3 separate regions of the Mus musculus genome follow, and regions 1 and 2 are each linked to region 3. A link is a contact called in public promoter capture Hi-C data. All regions are on one chromosome and are shown on one strand. The core of a region is the stretch at or near the end of the contact, and the rest is flanking DNA. Distances in the headings are between cores, read along the strand shown.

What was found. Promoter capture Hi-C pulls out the DNA fragments that hold promoters and counts their contacts.
Region 1: a contact with region 3 is called in a promoter capture Hi-C map of liver, with 2.4 times the contacts expected there. The contact joins the promoter of Tmem87a here to the promoter of Pdia3 in region 3. A contact is called at or near these places in 4 of 39 promoter capture datasets (hippocampal neurons, liver and neural stem cells), 2 of 484 Hi-C or Micro-C datasets (CD4 T cells and LSK cells), 3 of 115 datasets of contacts at active chromatin or transcription factors (astrocytes, extraembryonic endoderm stem cells and large pre-B cells) and 2 of 9 other capture datasets (adipose tissue and liver).
Region 2: a promoter capture Hi-C map of liver shows a contact between it and region 3, with 2.7 times the contacts expected there. The contact joins the promoter of Exd1 here to the promoter of Pdia3 in region 3. A contact is called at or near these places in 2 of 39 promoter capture datasets (both in liver), 1 of 484 Hi-C or Micro-C datasets (B cells), 1 of 115 datasets of contacts at active chromatin or transcription factors (astrocytes) and 2 of 9 other capture datasets (adipose tissue and pancreatic islet).

The regions. Positions count from the first base shown.
Region 1 is chr2:120,402,029-120,406,547 of GRCm38.p6, forward strand. It overlaps Tmem87a (transmembrane protein 87A), which reads right to left and starts at 2,088. Exons shown (of 20, transcript NM_001110496.1): 1 at 1,877-2,088; 2 at 682-742. The coding sequence starts at 2,032. It overlaps Ganc (glucosidase, alpha; neutral C), which reads left to right and starts at 1,868. Exons shown (of 24, transcript NM_172672.2): 1 at 1,868-3,031; 2 at 4,238-4,300. The coding sequence starts at 3,003.
Region 2 is chr2:119,545,124-119,549,555 of GRCm38.p6, forward strand. It overlaps Exd1 (exonuclease 3'-5' domain containing 1), which reads right to left and starts at 2,504. Exons shown (of 13, transcript NM_172857.2): 1 at 1,884-2,504; 2 at 1,666-1,759. It overlaps Chp1 (calcineurin-like EF hand protein 1), which reads left to right and starts at 2,584. Exons shown (of 7, transcript NM_019769.3): 1 at 2,584-2,794. The coding sequence starts at 2,728.
Region 3 is chr2:121,411,987-121,415,900 of GRCm38.p6, forward strand. Pdia3 (protein disulfide isomerase associated 3) reads left to right here and starts at 1,916. Exons shown (of 13, transcript NM_007952.2): 1 at 1,916-2,219. The coding sequence starts at 2,053. Catsper2 (cation channel, sperm associated 2) reads right to left here and starts at 1,806. Exons shown (of 13, transcript NM_153075.3): 1 at 1,430-1,806; 2 at 164-304. The coding sequence starts at 302.

The DNA.
Region 1 (4,519 bases), core at 838-3,337, 1.0 Mb before region 3:
TAATTCAACTTAACTATGATTAAAAATATAATTTATGTACATAAATATACATACACACTGTATAACATACAGCCAATATGAATTCAATAAAGTATACATTAAGTATGTAATACAAATATATAATATAAGCTACATATAATAGTGTATCTATACATAACAGCAAACTGAAAAACAATAAGACAATAAAAATTCATATAAGTACTCAGAATATTGCTCACAGATAGGACTTATAAATTAAATATTTTTATCTAAACAGTGCCAGGTTATTAAAGTTCTGGACTTAAAAATACATTAAGGGGCTAGGGAGATGGCTTTGTTGGTAAGATGCCTGCCTGTCACAGCAAGCATCAGCACCTGAGTTCAGATTCCTAGCATCCATGTAAAAATCCATGCCTGTAATTCCAGTGCCAAAGAAGCGGGCAAGAAGATCCCTGAGGCTGGCTGGTCAGCCAGTCTAGCCAAACCTCAAGCTCCAAGTTCAAGGAGAGAGTCCTTGTCTCAAAAAACAGGGCTGACAGCAACTGAGGAAGACACAAGTAACTGACCTCTGACCTTCACACACATGCATACATGTTCCTACATGCACACAAATGCGCGCGCGCACACAGAAGCAAACTAGGGTAGAGAATAATTTTCTAAGTTTAAAAGATCCGAATAACTCAATGAAGTTTAGAAACTCACATTTCAGTAAGATGGTAGTATTTCTGAAAAGAATCTTTCCAAAATTAAAATAACCTTTCCCCTGAAAAGATAAAGGGAAGATAATTAACATCAGGGCATTTCGATTTTCAAGGCAGAATATGAATACCTACATTTATAAAATATTCAAAATTTTCTTAATCAAAAAGACAGTAACAACATTTTCTTTAGTGAAAGTCAGTCATATCCTAACTATTGGCTCTTGCCGCTCCCTACAGGCCACAGAGCAGGGACTCTTGAGTGGGAGGCTGCTACAAATTTCAACCTAACTTCAAAGTGGCTTGAGCTGGACAGTTCCTTTTTTACTCACGAATCATCCCTCAGAACAACCGACTTTTGAATAAACTTTCAGCAGTTTTACTTTTACATGTAAAAGGACTTAACTATTAATCATTTCAGTAACAAACAGAAAACTACAACTCAAAGCCCAAAACCCTTTACCAACATGAATACAACCTGTAATATTTGCCATATAAATGTACAGTGAACAGGACAAAAAAAAAAAAAAGGCAAAAAGGTCAACGAAATGGCTAATGGTTTTTAAAGCAGTTCTCACCAAAATCTGGTTTTTCTGGTTCAAAGTACTGTACTAAGTCAAACGAGATTCTAAAATGGGTCGACTTATCAGTTAACTATCCAAACAAAAGACTATCCTTACTACACAACATTTTAGAATTGTTTCGTTTTGGCTATTCCCATGTTAAAATGCATTTTTGAATCTCCAAGTCCCCTAATCACAAAAGACGTTTCCAAGTTTAAACCAAATCAAAACCCTTCATCCGTAGGACTATTTTTACAAACACACACACACGAGTTAAAAATAAAGACTTCTATTCACATCTCCCTTTCATCCAGCCCTAGTACTGGATTTTGTAACATTCTAGCTGAAAGAGAAACTACTATCTCTCCCTGTGTATTAAGTTTCTCTCCTGTTCCATGCTTAAAGTTCTGTTACTTTCCCGGTAAGAACACGCTTGGCCCCTGACACTCCTCGCCTACAGCAAATAGCTCAGCTCTCAGCTCAGGGCAGGTGGGATCCCGTCGGCAGCTACACGGACGCTCTGGGTATTCCACTCACTTTGGGAACCCGACTTTCCAGAAATCTTCCTGGACCCCTTGGGCCACCGTAGCCCCACCTCTTACCCCCTTCAGGCTCAGTAGCGACCCCAACACTCACCGACGGCATCGGAATGTGCCACTTCGATCTATCTGCAGCAAACACGGGTGCCGGACCTGCACCAAGAAACGATAATGGGAACGGCTGCGCCCCTAAAAGAAGAAAAATAACAGGAGACACCTGAAGCCACGCAGCCACCGCCATCTTCACAGCCATGAAGCGCCTACCCAAAGTATTGAGCCTTCTTCCGGCTAGGTAGTTCCGCCTTCTTCCGGCTCGTCCCACCCTCTTCCGGCGCTACTTTGTGGGCGGGATTATCCGGGTCCTTGAAACTGTGCTTCTTCCCACAGACGCTCAGAGCGCCCCAGAAACTTTGAGTCTACTGCGCAGGCGTCCTCCTGTTTCCCTGCGATCGTGGCCTGGAGGTGAACTAGCAGAGTTTTGAGGTCTAGTGCTTCCCTCTGTTCTTCCAGCCCTTAAAGGAACTCAGTGCAGCGGCCAAGGCTTTGCTTTTCCTGCTTCTTCCCGCCCCTCATCCTTTCCAAGTCAAGGTCAGGCGCAGGCCAGACGTCTGTAGAAGCGCGCACACTGGATGCATGATTGACATCAAGTACTGAGTTCTCTGGCTGTCGAGCTGTGGCAACAGAGCCTGGAATGTGACGGGGCTGAAGTAGAAACGATTCATTAGCTCCAAAGTCCCTTTTGACCCTGAAAGACTGTGGGGCAGCTGCAGCATAGTTTGACAGGCGACATCAGCGTCCAGCAGTGATCCAGACTGTACTCCCCATTCGAAACTAAAAGTGAGGAGAGATCAGGTCAGCTTTCGGTATTGTAGAGTGACAGCCACTAAGACTGACCCTTATTGGTGGTGCTTCCTGTTTCTCACACTCTTAGATTTTAACCTCTAGGGCAGCGAGCACATCTCCGCCAATAAAAGCAAAGTTCATCAGCCACTCTCAACCTAGAAATATTTACCAAGTACTTTATCCCTGTAAAGACGCTGGTTTACGCTTGAGATAATACCAGATGAAAAAAAATTAAGATTGGCTTCTGCCCGAAGGGGACTCTTGACTGTGATGAAGTACGGGTTATAATTTAGCAAGCCTGCTTGTCACCGTTTTTTTAAAGATCGCCTGAGACTGTGGCCTGAGAGTTAGGAGTCAGGCAGAGTTAACATCCTTGTGCCATGGAAGCAGCTGAGAAAGAGGAAATCAGGTAAAGGGCAATTGCTCCCCCCAAGAACGGACTCCAAAAACAACCTTCTAGCTTTGATGGCTTCACTTAGGTTTTAAAGCACTTCCTTGAATGCTTGCTATTTGCTTCATCGTTCTTTATTGGTTCTGCGGGGATTTGGGTAATGTTAATAGCTAACCTCTCATAAAGTACTTTCAGGAGGATTAGATAAGTTTAACAGTGGAAAGGTTGCCTTCCAAACTCTTAAATGGATTTTTGAGCGGGCTGCCCCTCCCCAAGGCTCATTCAACTGGAAACGGAAGACAGCAAGGTCTCCTCATGTTTGCACACTGGATTAAAATAAACGGTGCCAAACCAGAGTTTAATGAGGGTATTTCTTTCTTTTTTTTCTTATTCTTTTTTTTTCTTTTTTCACTATAAAAGTTTCTTGGCATGACTAGGTGTGTTTTATCTCTCCCGACCTGTTTTTATAGTTTAGCTTCTTTCAAAATCATGAACTCACTAACTGCAGGTGCAGAAAGCCACACCTCTTCACCAAAGCGAGTGCTCCTCACCCTCCAACCCCCTTATAGCTTATAGTTGTTTTAACCAGAGAAAGGCTAGTCAAAATACATATAAATAGTAGTAATGTATATCTTCTTACATTTTATTCCAGATACAGTTCTGGAAACTTGATGTTAAAGAATATTAACCTATAGATTGTTGGAATCCTCTTAGCAGTTTTTCCTTCTTCTGTATTTGTTTCTATTCTGACTCTGGCACCTGCACATATCTTTTTTTAAAAGGATTCGGAGCCTTATCTTGCAGTTGTATGTTAGACTTTAATAGAACATTTAGGTACACTGTGTCTTCAGGTCTAAACTCTCTGGAAGTATATGTCCTGAAAATATTTTGCTCTTTAAATAGGAGAGTAAGTTGCTTGTTTGGCTTGGTTGAGAGTTCAGGTTTTGGTGTTGTGGCTATTATCTTAAAAGTGCCTTCCTCCTTTCCCATAGCCTTCAGACCACGCCTATGAAACTATTTTGTAATTCATGTTGGTAGTTTTACAAAAGGATATTGTTCTGCAGCTCACATTCTGTCACCCCATGAAGTCTTATGTTACAGCAGTGACACAGTTTTGGGTACAGAATAAGTTCCAAACATTTGTACCATCATTAGGGAAGGTACAAAAATTGAGCTCACAATTCTTATGTAAAATATATTTCTTTAAAATGTCTTCTGATTTAGTGTTGAAGATGAAGCAGTGGATAAAACTATTTTCAAAGACTGTGGCAAGATTGCATTCTACAGGTAAGTAAATACTTCACCCAGAAGGAATTCTCTACAGAATTCCCAAATTATTCCCACTAGGCTTTTGAGAACTGAGGGGATAAGGTCATACTCTCTAGGAAATCTAATATTTACTATTCAATTATTTAAATTGTGTTTTATTTTAAAATCCTAAGTACTTTTAAATAATTTTAAATGTGTGTCCTCTCAAAGATAATTAACTTAGTTGATTTGAAACTC
Region 2 (4,432 bases), core at 1,254-3,753, 1.9 Mb before region 3:
AGTGGGTGCTGGGATCTGACTTCAGGTTTCATGCTTGAGCAGCAAATCCCTCTTACACGGAGCCATTTCGACAGTTCTGTGACTTAGGTAGACTCACATCTGTCAGGCTAGAATTTCCAAAATTGAAAATGAATTCAAAGTGAAATGCTTGGGAAGTAAGTTAAAGATAGGCTAAATGGTTAACCCAGCAGTTAGGGTTGCTTTCTGCTCTTCCAGGGGACCTAAGTTTGGTATTTTCTAGCACCCACACTTGGTGGCTCAAGCCCTCTAACTCCAGCTGCAGGGGATCGGATGCCCTCTTCTAACCTCCACTGGTGAGAATATCTCACACACACACACACACCCCTACCTCTCACTTGAACACACAAATACTATTCTTAAAGGTTACAACAAATCAGGAAAAAAGAACATGCATAGCAAAGAATTTTTTGCTACTGTTTATATTTAGACAGGGTTTCCGCAAGTAGCCCTGGCTGGTCTGGAATGCCCTATCTAGATCATGTTGGCCTTGAAATTCAAAAGGTAACTTCTGCCTTTGCGTCCTCAGTGCTGCAATTATAGATTATCAGGTACCAGGTCTAACAGAGGGTTTAATTGAATATAGCCCTAAAGACAGATTAAAAATTAGGAAGGGGGTACTGGAGAGATGGCTCAGCGGTTAAGAGCACTGACTGTTCTTCCGAAGGCCCTGTGTTCAAATTCCAGCAACTACATGGTGGTTCACAACCATCTAGAATGAGATTTGACGCCCTCTTCTGAGTGTCTGAAGACAGCTGCAGTGTACTTACATATAATAAATAAATAAATCTTTAAAATAAATAAATAAAAATTAGGAAGGAAAAAAAGGTCAGGATGAAGAGATGAGCTTCCAGGCCAACTGAGAATGGGATTATGTATACATCTGACCTCAAGATTTCCATACCACAGTTATGATCTCAATGGGTAAGTTAACCAGGGATAATTAGGAAAACAACTGAGTCAGACTAGAAATTTAGTGGGCAGGGAGGCCTTGCAGGACTCAGCCCGAGTAACTTTGAAGCTAGTAGTCTAAGGTGAGTTGAGAAAGGTGCTACGATATCTAGGTAGTAAGCTGGTTCTAAACCAAGGAGTGAAGGGATCAGACTCGTGAAGCTACAGGAAAACTAAGGCTTCACTTGAGAGGGTGTACACTAACATGCAGCTTTCAGCTTTTTCATCAGCACAAACAAAATACCAGAAGAATAAAATGCACCTGGCTTTGATCCCAGCTCTTGGAAGGCAGAGGCAGGTGGATCTCTGTTAACTTAAAGACCAGCCTGATGTACATACTGAGTTCCAGATCAGCCAGGGCTACACAGAGAAACCCTGTCTCGAAAAACCAAAAAGAAAAAAAATTCGGATTTTTAAACCGTAAGCCAGCAGTTGTTAGGTGAAAGCAGGAAAGATGCAAGTTGAGCCCAGCCTAGGCAATATTGGGAAATCCTGTTTAAAGATTTGCCACTCATGGGAGAATTAGGAGTTTATGCTCAGGACAGCCTGAGCCTGTAAAACCCTTTCTAGAAGTGGAGAAATGATTCTCTTTTCCAGAAAAGCCCTGACTAGTCTTGGCCAGGCTTAAAAATCCTAATTTTTAAGACAAGAAAAAATCCAAATAAATAAACCGTGCTCGGTCACAATCTTTCTCACCTTCAGGGTCCTCTGTCCCCACAGCAAAGGAGTTTGAGAAATTCCGACCTTAATTCTAGTCAAATGGTGAGTTCCTTAAACTAACGAGGGACTACTGTTAAAAAAAAAAAAAATTCTGGGAGTTATCCCGGCACAGCTTTGACGCAAAAAAGTTCTCAACGCCAGCCACTGAAGCCGCAGAGCCGACCACGCCCTCGCCCTCCGGGTGAATTACTTGCCTCTTTCCGGAGGAGCCAATCAGCGCGCAGCCTCGAGCCCATTCCCAGCGCCCCCTGCGGCCGGGGTAGAGAGAGCAGAAAAGATGCTGCCAGGAGCCATGCAAACCCCAGGCGGCTCTCAGCGCCCCCTGCGGCCGGGGGGAGGAGCGCAGGAAAGATGCAGTCTCTAGGCGTGCTGGGCCACAGTGGCTGTGGACTCCCTATTCTTAGGACCAGGGGAGTGAGAGTGAGAGGAGAGGAGAGGAGAAAGGAGGGAGAAAAAGAGATAGAGAGATACAGAGAGATGGAGAGCGAGCAAGAAAGAGTGCACTGCACTACTCTGGGGATCCACCTTAGGGTTTTGTCCCTCGTTTCGTGGGTTTGGTTTCTCTCCTGAGTCTCCGTCACCTGTAGGGTGGGACTCCTGGTACCTGAGTCCTGTGAAAAACCTGCTGGCTACCCTAGTGAGTTTGCCTCTGGTTTGTTCGAACACAGTGGCGAGACCGCACTGCCCTTTTAAGTGCAGTCCCTAGCGCCACAGCGGTATCGCCGCTTTAAGTCCGGCGGCTGCCCTGGTTCCGCGGGGCGGGGCCTGCTTCCCTTCGGACTCCCGCAGCCTCCGGGCTGATTCATTCCGGGCTCGAGAGCCAAGCTTTGACGTTAGCGCCTGCGCAGGGCGCGGCCTCGCTCCCGATTGGCTGGTGTCGGGCCGCCCTCCCCCGCGCTCCACCCCTTGTTTCTCTCCCCGGGCCGCAAGAGAAACAGTGCCCTCTCCCTTCTTGACCCCTGGCCCTTCCCTCCCTCCTTCCCTTCTGCCGCTGCTGCTTCTGGCGCTGCCGCTCCCGGAGGAGCTCCCGTCACGGTGATGGGGTCTCGGGCCTCCACGTTATTGCGGGACGAAGAGCTCGAGGAGATCAAGAAGGAGACTGGCTGTGAGTTCGGGTTGGGGGTGGGAAGGCGGCCCGGCGCCTTCGGCTGGCCTCAGTACTGACAGCGGTCGTCGCTGAGGGCTTGATCTGGGGTGCGGTGACTTTGTTGGGATGGTCCCATGCAGCCTCCGGTGCTTTGGGTAACCGAAGGCTAGAATACCTGTACGTTCATCTGTAGCTTCTTGGAGCCGGGATGTGGTTCCTCCGGTGCTGTCTTGCTCAAAAGCCCGGAATCTCGAGCACAGACACCACCACTCCACTCTTGCCCGTGAAGGTCCGCGAATTTTCTTCCTTATGGTTCCTCCTACAGAAGCATCCTGAACAGTAGATAAAGTAGAAGCAAATCCAGGAAATGTGAATGGTTCCTGGAGAAAACGTTATACATCCTAATGAGGTTTCTGAGCAAGAGCTAAAACTACTAAAATCACACACAGGGAAAAACTCAACAAAGAAGATCATAGAGAAAGGCTTGTGACCAGGAACTGAAGACCTCTAAGCAATCAAGAGTCCAAAAACCCGAGTGAGGCTTTTAAATCTGAATCGTTGGAGAAAAGCCACGGGTATAGTGGTCAAGGTTTAAAGACACAGTGAAGACATTTGTCCTATTTTTATATATATTGATATCTGCTGTGTTGCTGTACTTTATGCAATTGATATTGAAATTGGATGTACTCCAAAATCTGTGAATTTGTACCAGAAACATACATACTCTAGTTTCTTCCTTGTTAACCTGAACAAAGGAGCAACAGGGCTTTGGGAATTGAGAAGCACAGAAAACACCTCCATACCTTTGAAAGGCCCTTGGTAGTGTATGATACAATTGTATGGCTACAATGCTTTCTCAGTGATCCTTTGCGGCTCTCTTTGATTTTCGTAAGCCATGTCTTCATGGTACCTGTCTTTGATGATAATGTGAGCAAATAACCCAGTGGCAGATCGTGCCAAGGAGTACAGGGAACTACGGAATTCTCCAGGAATGAGTCCTTGGGTAAATGACAAGTTGTTCTGGCTGTCTGACAAGTTAAACTTTCTAGAGTATTCAGGTTGAAAGAGATGTGGTCTAGCCCCACCCCCTGTCAGGTTGCTTTGCTTTTAATCCCTTACTAATATGTGGCCAATTTTGAGTGAATGACAGAGAATACTTAGCTTTTTATAGAGTTTGGCCAGTCACGCTTAAGGATTCCATGAGTAAAAATGCACACAGTTGGATTTAGCAAGCTTTTACCTCTGACCCTACTTGTAAATGTAATGACTTCTCTCTGATTATGTTTAAAGCCCAGAGTCACGTCATGGGGAAGTATAGTGAGTATGGAGCAAGCTATTGTTTTGTTTTCTTTTGTTTTTTGATACAAGATCTTACCTTGTAGCCCAGACTTGCTTAGAATTCACTACATAAACTGGGCCTGGTGGTGTCCATACCTTTAATCCCAACACTCCAAAGGGAGCAGAATTTGAGATCAGCCTGATCTACATAACAGGCTCCAAGATAGCTAGGGCTACAGAGGGAAACTCTGTCATGAAAAACAAAATACAACACAAAACAAGACAAACAGAAAAATTCACTACATAGCCCAGGCTGGTTTCAAACTCATGACAGTCCTCTTGCTTCAGCCCCCCCAAGTGCTGGGAATATAAGTATGA
Region 3 (3,914 bases), core at 666-3,165:
GGACCTGGCTATGTAACCCAAGCTGGTCTTTATTATTTAAAGCCCAAGTGACCCCGGATTCAGTCATGGACCGTTATTCCTGGCTCCACCCTTAAGTATGTCTCACTTTCTCTTGAGGATATGGACAGGAATATCACGTTTAGTGTGAATGAGGGTTACTAACCAAGTATCTCCCGGAGAGTGTGCCTTGGTACGGCTTGGCTCAAGCCCTGCAAATGCTCTATGAGCGAGAAAGTGTCAATGAGCTTTGAACGGATAGCATCAGCTCTGAGCAGCTGGAAATGTCCTTGTTCTTGTGCCATGTCTGTTAAGAAAGTAGAACCAAGGATGTCATGCTTAAGAATTATACTACAATTAGCAGGCTCTCTCCTCCCCCAGCTTCTTTGCCTTTTAGAGATTCAAGAAGCCCACACAAAAAAAGCTATGAGCAGTTAAGAATAAACACATTGAAAGACTCAAAGGTATTTTGTTGTTGTTCGGTACGGATTTTGTTTTTCATCTAAGCAAAAGACATAAAAGTCATAAGAAGCTAGGCAGTGGTGGTGCACGCCTTTAATCCCAGCACTTGGGAGGCAGAGGCAGGCGGATTTCTGAGTTAGAGGCCAGGCTGGTCTATAAAGTGAGTTCCAGGACAGCCAGGGCTGCACAGAGAAACCCTGTCTCGAAAAGCCAAAAACAACAACAACAACAAAAAAAAAACAAAAACAAAAGTCATAAGAAATATCTTCACAGCTAACTAAATATTCGGGTTATTTTCACTTTCTGACAGCATTTGTAATTAAACACTTCTTTTTGAAAATTAGGCTTAAATGTTAGGCAGGTGGCCCATGGCTTGGATCCCAGCGCTCTGGAGATAGAGGCAGGCAAATCTCAGAGCTCAAAGACAGCCTAGTGAAGGACAGCCAGGGCTACACAGAGAAACTATCTTGAAAAACAAACAAAAATCAGTTTAAAAGGCAGGCAGTGTAGACAGATATTCCAGTCTCAAGAGGATGGTGGATCTCTGTTGAGTTCCACATTTGCCTGGTCTATATAGTGAGTTCCAGGGCAGCCAATCCTCCTTGCCTCAAAAAAAAAAAAAAAAAAAAAAAAAGGTGAAAGCTGAGCCTGTGCCTATTAGTACGTAGTGCACACTATCAGTCTCAGCCACTCGAGAGGCTGAGGCCAGAGGATGGAAAGTTCTAGACCTTCGCGGATTACAGTATGAAGTCAAGGCCAGCCTGGACACCTTGGTGTGAACATGACTCAAAAAGTCAAAAGAGGACTAGGGATGTAATCCAGTGTTGGATCACTTGCCCAGCAATGTGCAAGGTTCTGGGCTCAATCCTCAGCTACCCACCCTCTCAAACAAACCAACAAACAACAATGGGGGGGGGGGGAGCAGCAGGCAGGGAGGGCAGAGGCCTAAGGCTGGACAAAGAATACAGACCTCACGTGGACCTGACAAAGCAGGATACGAGGTAGGGCAGCGGCAGGATGTAGACTTACTACGCCCTATAATTGGACAAAGCAACAGCCTGACATTTGGAAAACGTGTCGCGGTGCGCTCAAGTGCGTGCGCGCCCCAATGCCCCGGAGGGAGGGAGCCGGACAGACAGCTCAAGCTCCCCTCCAGCCCTTTCGCGGGCCTCACTTCCGCCCACTCAGCCCTGACTTCACCCCTCCGCCTTCCGCGCCGGCGCCCAGAGCTTCACTCCTCCCCAGCGGGTGGCGCTCAGGGCCGCTCCGGCTTCGCTGAGCCCCCTACTTCCCACCGACCCCCCGTCCAGGCCTCCGCCACAGCCAGACCGGCGGGCGTTCGCCTAAGCGTCCGCCCCGCCTCGCCCCGCGCGCCCGCCAATCGGCAGTTACCAGCTGTTCCGCCCGCCCGACGCTGCGTGACGCAGCCAATCGGCGGCTGCCACACTGCGGGCCCCGAGCAGGCCTAGGGGGTTGGGACCTCGGCAGCGGGTCTGCCCGGGCCAGACGCGCGAGCGCAGGCAAGCGGCTGCAGATTGCGGGCTCTCCCATCTCATTTCTCCGGTCCCGGCCCTCCGACCGCGACCCGCCGCCATGCGCTTCAGCTGCCTAGCTCTGCTCCCGGGCGTGGCGCTGCTGCTCGCCTCGGCCCGTCTCGCCGCCGCCTCCGATGTGTTGGAACTGACGGACGAAAACTTCGAGAGTCGCGTCTCCGACACGGGCTCGGCGGGGCTCATGCTAGTCGAGTTCTTCGCCCCCTGGTGAGGCCACTTTGCGGGATCAGGGCCGGAGGACCGGCTGGGCGCGGGAGCGGTTGGGCCTACGCAGCGCGGGCGCCCTCCACTATCTAGCAGGCCTGGCTGCGGCTGCCTCATTGCCAGTCGGTGGGGAACCGGGAGGCGCTCCGCCCGGGGTGGGGGGTGGGGTGAGGACGAGGTAGGGTGGGGACGGGGGCAGATCCGGAAAGCAGAAAGCCTAAACTCCAGGGTAGGGCCACGTCCTTACCTCCGCGTTCTTGCAGCACTTCCTATGTGGAGGGTTCTCCCATCCCCTCCCCCTCCGGTCTATCTTTCAGTATCTAGGTGAGTCAGTGTATGTGTCCCCAGGTCTGCAGACAAGGCTGGCATCCCAAAGCCTTCAGAGAGGAGGCAGAGGTCCTCTTTTAAGTGGTGAGGTTCTGGGGTTTTTTTTTTTTCTCTTTTTGTCTCCACCCCATTAGAGCCATTGGTTTCTAACCAAGGTCACTCTGTAGCTGCAGAAAGATCCTAAGTGCTTTCTTGAGACAGGCCATTAGTTGGTTCATGGCATGGCTTACACTATTTTACATTAAGCTGCAGAGGCCTCTTATTAAAAGAGTAAACCAACAAGAATTATTTCACTAGGACCTATCATAATTTCAGTATTAAATAATTCTAGAAAATGATAACATTCTGGATAAGAAAGTTACCACTGCTTAACCTAAGAAAAGGGTAAGTTCTATCGAGTGGGTGTGACCCCAAATAAAAACTTTGCTTGGGAAGGGAGAGCAAATAGGATTTCTAGTTTTGTCACTTAGAGTAGTGGATAGGATAATTTACCAATTATTTATTACAAGGGCATACAGTTTAGAGGATGTCAATATTTTTTCCCTCCTAGCACAATGACCCTTAATTCAAACCTGTTCAAAAGTATCAGTAAGACAGAGTGTGATAGTTACACTGTAACTTACCTTTGCTTCTGACCCAGTGGGATTGTTAACATCTCTAGCTTCTCTGACTTAGATGGTCACACTCAAAAGTCCTGTAGTGAAGACTGCCTAAAGAGGCAGGAAGCAAATTGTGTTTCAGTTCAGGCTTCTGTGGTTGACAGTCACATTGATTACACATTATAGATAGCATCTATATGTCTCTAGAATTCGTGTTCTCTCCGAATTTATCATAGTTACATAATGGTGCTGTTAACTGAGGGGGTGTCGCTTGGGTCTGGCTTCTTTGTCTGAAGGAGGTCATACAATTGAAGAATTGTGGGCTCTTACACAATTAGAGTTTTTAGTCAAGGCTTTGGAATATGGTTCAGTGCTTGCCTAGCATGTCCAATCCCCATTGAAACACACACACATGAGAACATATATATTCTTAAGAAACAAGTCTCTGTACACTCTAGGCTGACCTCTTCTTACTCTAGCCTCTTTTTTTTTTCTTTTTCTTTTGAGATAGGGTCTCCTATTGCCTAGTTAGCCTTCATTTCATGATCCTTTTATTCTGAATGCCCCAGGCACCTGACTTCAGACTTGTCTTTCTACTAAAAATTGTTGTGCCTGCTTTCCACAAGACTACATATCCCATCGTACATTGAGCGATTTAAGAGTTGCGTGGATTTCTGCTGTGGTGTCTGCTTTTAGTTGGCTGAGAAGATAAAGTCATCTTCCACATTGCCAGTAGGAAAGATTGGTTTTCTGAGGAGGCAGTTTAAAGTGA